2 separate regions of the Sus scrofa genome follow, and region 1 is linked to region 2. A link is a contact called in public Hi-C data. All regions are on one chromosome and are shown on one strand. Each heading gives the region's core, a stretch centred on a gene start, on an enhancer-like site or on the middle of the called end of the contact. The rest is flanking DNA. Distances are from core to core; before and after follow the strand shown. Region 1 overlaps DYRK1A (dual specificity tyrosine-phosphorylation-regulated kinase 1A). Region 2 has its middle 91 kb from the start of DSCR3.

Evidence for each region. Hi-C and Micro-C count contacts between places; a contact is called where the count stands out from the background.
Region 1: a Hi-C map of embryonic fibroblasts shows a contact between it and region 2, with 2.0 times the contacts expected there. The contact joins two enhancer-like sites. A contact is called at or near these places in 4 of 47 Hi-C or Micro-C datasets (embryonic fibroblasts, heart right ventricle, retroperitoneal adipose tissue and 1 more) and 1 of 2 datasets of contacts at active chromatin or transcription factors (skeletal muscle).

What each region holds. Positions count from the first base shown.
Region 1 is chr13:201,122,603-201,125,302 of Sscrofa11.1, forward strand. All of the region lies in intron 3 of DYRK1A (dual specificity tyrosine-phosphorylation-regulated kinase 1A), which reads left to right. Among named protein-coding and RNA genes, the nearest start is that of DYRK1A, 120 kb to the left of the region's middle. Within about 2 kb of position 1,404, at least 7 of the 83 cell types and tissues checked have an H3K27ac peak or open chromatin away from gene starts, as enhancers often do. A contact at or near this core is called in embryonic fibroblasts, where this site is marked.
Region 2 is chr13:200,835,026-200,837,725 of Sscrofa11.1, forward strand. No RefSeq gene overlaps it. Among named protein-coding and RNA genes, the nearest start is that of DSCR3, 91 kb to the right of the region's middle. Within about 2 kb of position 1,261, at least 52 of the 83 cell types and tissues checked have an H3K27ac peak or open chromatin away from gene starts, as enhancers often do. A contact at or near this core is called in embryonic fibroblasts, where this site is marked.

The DNA.
Region 1 (2,700 bases), core at 154-2,653, 290 kb after region 2:
TATACCTCAGGTGCAGCCATTTGAAAAAAAAAAAAAAAAAAATTGAAAAAATGTTAATGTAAATTAACCATGCCGATCATTCTTACATTCAAACTATAGATTTCAGCAGTTTTCCATAAGATGGGTAGTACAAAATGAATAAATGCTGAAACCTCTCAGTACACATACATACGTGTGCACGTGTGCGTGCGTGTGTGTGTGTGTGTGTGTGTTTACTAGCTTTAACTGCATCCATTCTGTTGATTTCTGGTGCGGGGAGAATTTTTTTTACTAGCTGTAGTTGTGGTAAAGTTTCTGTGCCCATTGAGGCCATGTGATGAGTGCTGAAAATGGCAATTTTTCCCATGTACTTAGGAATTTGGCTTGTCATTGTTCATTTAGGTCTTTTAATATGAACCAAAACTTGGAAAATATCAAGGTATTTCTATATTGGTTTATTTAAAGGAAATGTTTTTTCTCTAATTCAATAATACGTGGTTTTAGTGAGCTGTTGGCTGCAGTTAAGTAGCATTATTTGCGTACACCCTTGTATGTATTTTCGTAAGACTGTCAATAGTTGAGCGGAGTTTACATTGATAAAGTGTATATAGCACATGAATAACATTCACAGTTAAATAGTAAGATAAATTATGGTGGGTCTTAAGAATTTGTTTTATGCAGTAAATTGAGAAGTTGTATGTTTGAGAATTGAGCAGTTGGTCAGAATTGGAAAGCATTTAATCATGTACTGGAAGAAAGCTCTGGATGTCCAAACAGTAGTGATAGCACATGACTCGTTTGCATTGTATTTTTAAGAGAAAAAGATTTGGGTTCATTTTCCCGCTTGTTCAAAAGCAGCCTGTCAGGCAGGATGCCTGTTTTCAGTCTCTTTTACAACCGAAGGGACTGAGCTCCTGTTAGTGACTCTCCAAGACTGTAAGCTGCAGTCTCGGGGGGCCTGGCCCAGGCAGGCTTCTTTCTGCTTTCTTTCTGCTCATCAGTTCTAACACCTGGTGTCTATACGGAGGGCGAGGGAAAAAATCCAGAACTTTAAGGTCCTTGTTATGGTTATATGATTGTAGGAGGTAATTTAGTTAGCAAGGTACCTATTTTTAGGTACAACTAACATCTTATTTGTGGATTATTTATTTTCAAATAAGAGATAAATTACTTAGTGTTTCCATTTTAAGCTGTAAAATATTTTTAAAGTCTCACATAATGTAAAAGGACTTTAAGAAGTAATATTCAGCCGGATATTTCTAACAGACTCCAAAGATTTCTGAACCTAATAAGCTAGTCAGATTAAAAGCTGTCTTAAAACTGCTGTCTAAAGCACTAAAACTGTGAGCTGACACAGAGGGGTCTGCTAGTCATAAGACATGGACTCCAGGTCTTGACTCATGATCTTGGTGTGTGGCTTGAGTCGGGTCACAGAGCCTCTTCTGTCAGTTCTGGAATGTATGATTATGCTTAGACTAGAACTCCCAAGTATACTGTCTAGCTCTAAACTCCTGGAATTTTATTATTTGATTTCCATTGCTGCTTCTTAATCACCCTATCAGTGTCTTTAAATAAGTCTTATGTACAAGTAAATTGAAATGAGCTAACTTTAACATTTTATTTCTTGTAGTTAATCTTTCTCGTATGAGTGTTACATGTAAATTTAAAACAGTTTTCAAAAGATAAAATGTATTTGGAGTAAGTGTAGGAAAGTATGATCGGATGTTTGAAATGCTTTTCTAGTTTTCCCAGTACCTTTCACGGTTCTTAAAGCATGTGCTCTGTCCAGCTTCACGCATAGCTCTCAGGAGAGCAAGAAAGGGAGGTGTCAGGGTCCTCATGCACTGAGATGAGTGGTGATGTGAGGTAAACATAAAATGGGTAGGGTCGGTGTTATTAAACTAGAAAACAGTCTTTTAATAAAGTCCTAGCACATGGTGAATCTTTTCAAGAAAAGATAAAAGATTGTTTTTAGCTCCTGCAACTTACAGAGGTTCCCAGGCTAGGGGTCAGATCCGAGCTACAGCTGCCAACCTACACCACAGCCACAGCAACGCTAGATCTAAGCCGAGTCTGTAACCTACACCCCAGCTTTCGAGGCCAGGGGTTGACTCCACATCCTCATGGATACTAGTTGGATTCAAAATTGGTTGAGCCACAGGGGGAACTGTCTCCTGCCTGTTGTTGGGTTTTGTTTGTTTGTTTGTTTGGTTTTTTGCTTTAAGATCTGTGTCTTTCCCCAGAAAGTTCCCTTAATTAGGAGCATTTGGGGGTGTGTGGTTTTTCTTGGCTCCCAGAACCAGTAGGAGGATAGCTCAACAAGTTCCCTTTTGCAAGTGAGGACACTGGGGACTGGGGGGTGTCGTGGAGGGGAACTGGCTCCCTGCCACAGCATGGTGAGCTCCTGGGTCCTATGTACACTGGGTTTTTCACCCAGCTGTGAAAGGGAAGAAGGGACCTCGCCACCTTACATTCTTCTGACTTTGTGAGAAGTTGAAAGTGGACAAAGCATCAAATGCATAGGACTGGTCTGAGTCCTGGTATAGATTTATGACTGAGTGTGTATTTGGCAAAGTTGTTTTCTAATTCTGGATTTGAGCTTATGGCGCCACAACAGTGAAAAATGGACAGTTTGGTTTACCTAATACAAAATGACAAAGTTAGTGGAGAAAATGTTATTTAGTTTATGGAAATTGATTTGTTCTTTTCTATATATTCTGA
Region 2 (2,700 bases), core at 11-2,510:
AGCCACCTCAGCATGCCAGTCAGTCTCTCTTATTTGTCCCCATTGAGAACCTCCCTGCTTGTGGGACCACTCCCCTAAGCCCCAGGAGGGAAAGTGTCCCCAGGCAGAAAGCTATGGCGAGTCTGCACTCACCTCACGTCTCACTTTCCTTGAGGACTGTAGTCCTGTGATGGTTCTTATCCAAGGTCTGGAAGCAGTTGCTTCATATTTGTCCAGTTTTATATTATTTCATTGTGAAGGAAGAAGTCCCATATCTGTTCTTCCATTCTGACCAGACCTGAAAGTCCTGGGGGGCATTTCAAAAGCAGGATGTCTAGGAGTTCCCGTCGTGGCTCAGTGGTTAACGAATCTGACTAGGAACCATGAGGTTGCGGGTTCGATCCCTGGCCTCGCTCAGTGGGTTAAGGATCTGGCCTTGCCGTGAGCTGTGGTGTAGGTTGCAGACGCGGCTCGGATCCTACATTGCTGTGGCTGTGGCTGTGGCTGGCACCTCCAGCTCTGATTAGACCCCTAGCCTGGGACCCTCCATATGCCACAGGAGCAGCCCAAGAAATGGCAAAAAGCCAAAAAAACAAAAACAAACAAAAAAAAAAACACAACAAAAAAAAAACCCACAAAAGCGGGATGTCTAACAGGCCATTTGAAAATACAAATCACCCCTTCCCAACCCTCCCACTTCTCCGTGACAGCATCTATCGCGGTTAATCTGTGTGAGCTGAGGTCCTGCGCGTGGACAAGGTGGGGGAGGAGTTTCAGGACTCGGTGAGCTGCAGAGCAGAGCAGCAGACACCTGGAGCAAGAGTTGATCTAAGGACAGAAACCCCGTGGAACTTGCTAGTATGTTTAGGGGAAATTCGGATTTTGACAGGGCAAGGCAAAAAAAAAAAAAAAAAAAGATTCAACTTAAACTTGCGTGAGGCAGAGATCCAAGAAAGCCTGCTGACACCTCAGTTACCTTTATATTCCCCGTATCGCACCTGACAGGGGCTTCCACTTAGAAAAGAGTAAGACGTTATCACAGGAACACAGCGAATAAATGCATGAAATGAGATTATGTTCTCACTTCGGAGGCAAAAGAGGGTAGTGACCTCTGTGTTTCCGTAATTTTTTTTCTCAAGCGGTCAAAGGATTTTAGATTTAAGTTCTGCCGTCAAACTCTCTTATATCCTAGTGCTCCCTCCCCCCACCCCTGTGCCACACTCTAAAAGAGGGTGGCTTTTTCCGTCTCAAAAAGCCTCTGCGTGTCCGGGCGGCCCCACCGCCCCGAGCAGGTCCCTGGCGGTCTGGAGCGGCAGCCTGGCGGGGACCGGGTACCCGAGCCCGCGCTTCCTTGGCGGGGCAGGTGGCGGAAAAGGGCCTGGGGGGGGGGGGGGGAAGAGGAAAGGACCATGACTGTACCGAATGGAATCTACGACGTGTCTCCAGTGTCTGCTGCTCTGAACCAAAGCCCGGCAGGCTCTGCCAGCGGGGGACCAAGCCGGTGAGCGTGGAGCCCAGAGAGCGCCTAATATGGCATTGCCATCTCTGGCCAGCAGACAGCGGGGAGCGGGGAACCTGGGCTTGGGGGGCCGGCCCTGGGGCCCCGGGCCGCCCTGCTTTCGTGCCTTCTCGCTGCCCTTCTCACTTTGGCCTTGTCAGCAACTCCCTCCCTCCCTTCCTGGGCCGGCAGGACCAGAGCTGTGCCCCGGCCCCAAGTTCCTGAGTCCGCGGCGGCCACAGAGCCACGTCCTCCTGGCGCTGAGTTGGGGGGGGGTGGGGGCGGGGGGCGGGGAGGGCGGAGCCCGCAGAGCGCGGTCCCCGCAGATAAGAAACTGGGAAGGGGACGACGGGGAGGCGAGCCTGGAGCTCAGATGCAGGAGATGCTGGAAACTCCTTCCGCCTTCTTGCCAGTTGTTACCACACTGATCCTAAAAATAGTCTCTAAACCCCAGGAAGCAACTAGAGGAGAAATCCACTTTTTTTTTTTTTCAAATATATTTTATTTAAAAAAATTTATTATAGTTGATTTACAGCGTTGTGTCAATTTCTGCTGTACAGGAAAGCGACCCGATTTTATATATATATGTGTGTGTGTGTGTGTGTGTGTGTGTGTGTGTGTGATATTCTTTTTCTCACATTATCCTCCGTCATGTTCCACCGCAAGTGCTTAGATATAGTTCCTGTGCTATACAGCAGCGTCTCATTGCCTATCAGGACTGGTTTATTTTTAAATCTTTAACTGTTAGAGTGGCTGTAGGACACTCCGAGTTTCTGGCTGTCACACCCTCTGGTGTGCGCTGGAGCGAAGGAAACAACTGGCAGCTTGTGCCCCCCCCCCAAAAAGAGGGCAGCAGATAGACACAGGAGCCTAAAATGAATAAACCCATCGGGCCTAACGAATGTAGCGCTGCTCCCATTTTTACTGCCATGTTTCCTCACAGCCTGAACATGGCCAGGGTTTAGGGTCTTGGAGTGGAGCGGCTGTGAGTTTAATGCCTGGCTGATGGCTTGTCTTGAGTGAGCATCGCTCTGGCTGCATATTGCCCAGCTGATCCAGGACCGCAAGGGGGGAATGCATCTGAAATAGAACCCTTCCCTGCTTCCCTGTCGCAGGCTCCTGTCCTTAGGGTGTCCAGTTGATGTCATCACTCAGCCGGAGTCTGCGGGGCCCAGGAGAACCTGCGGACGCTGCTCATCCACAGGCTGAGAGCTTAGTCCTCG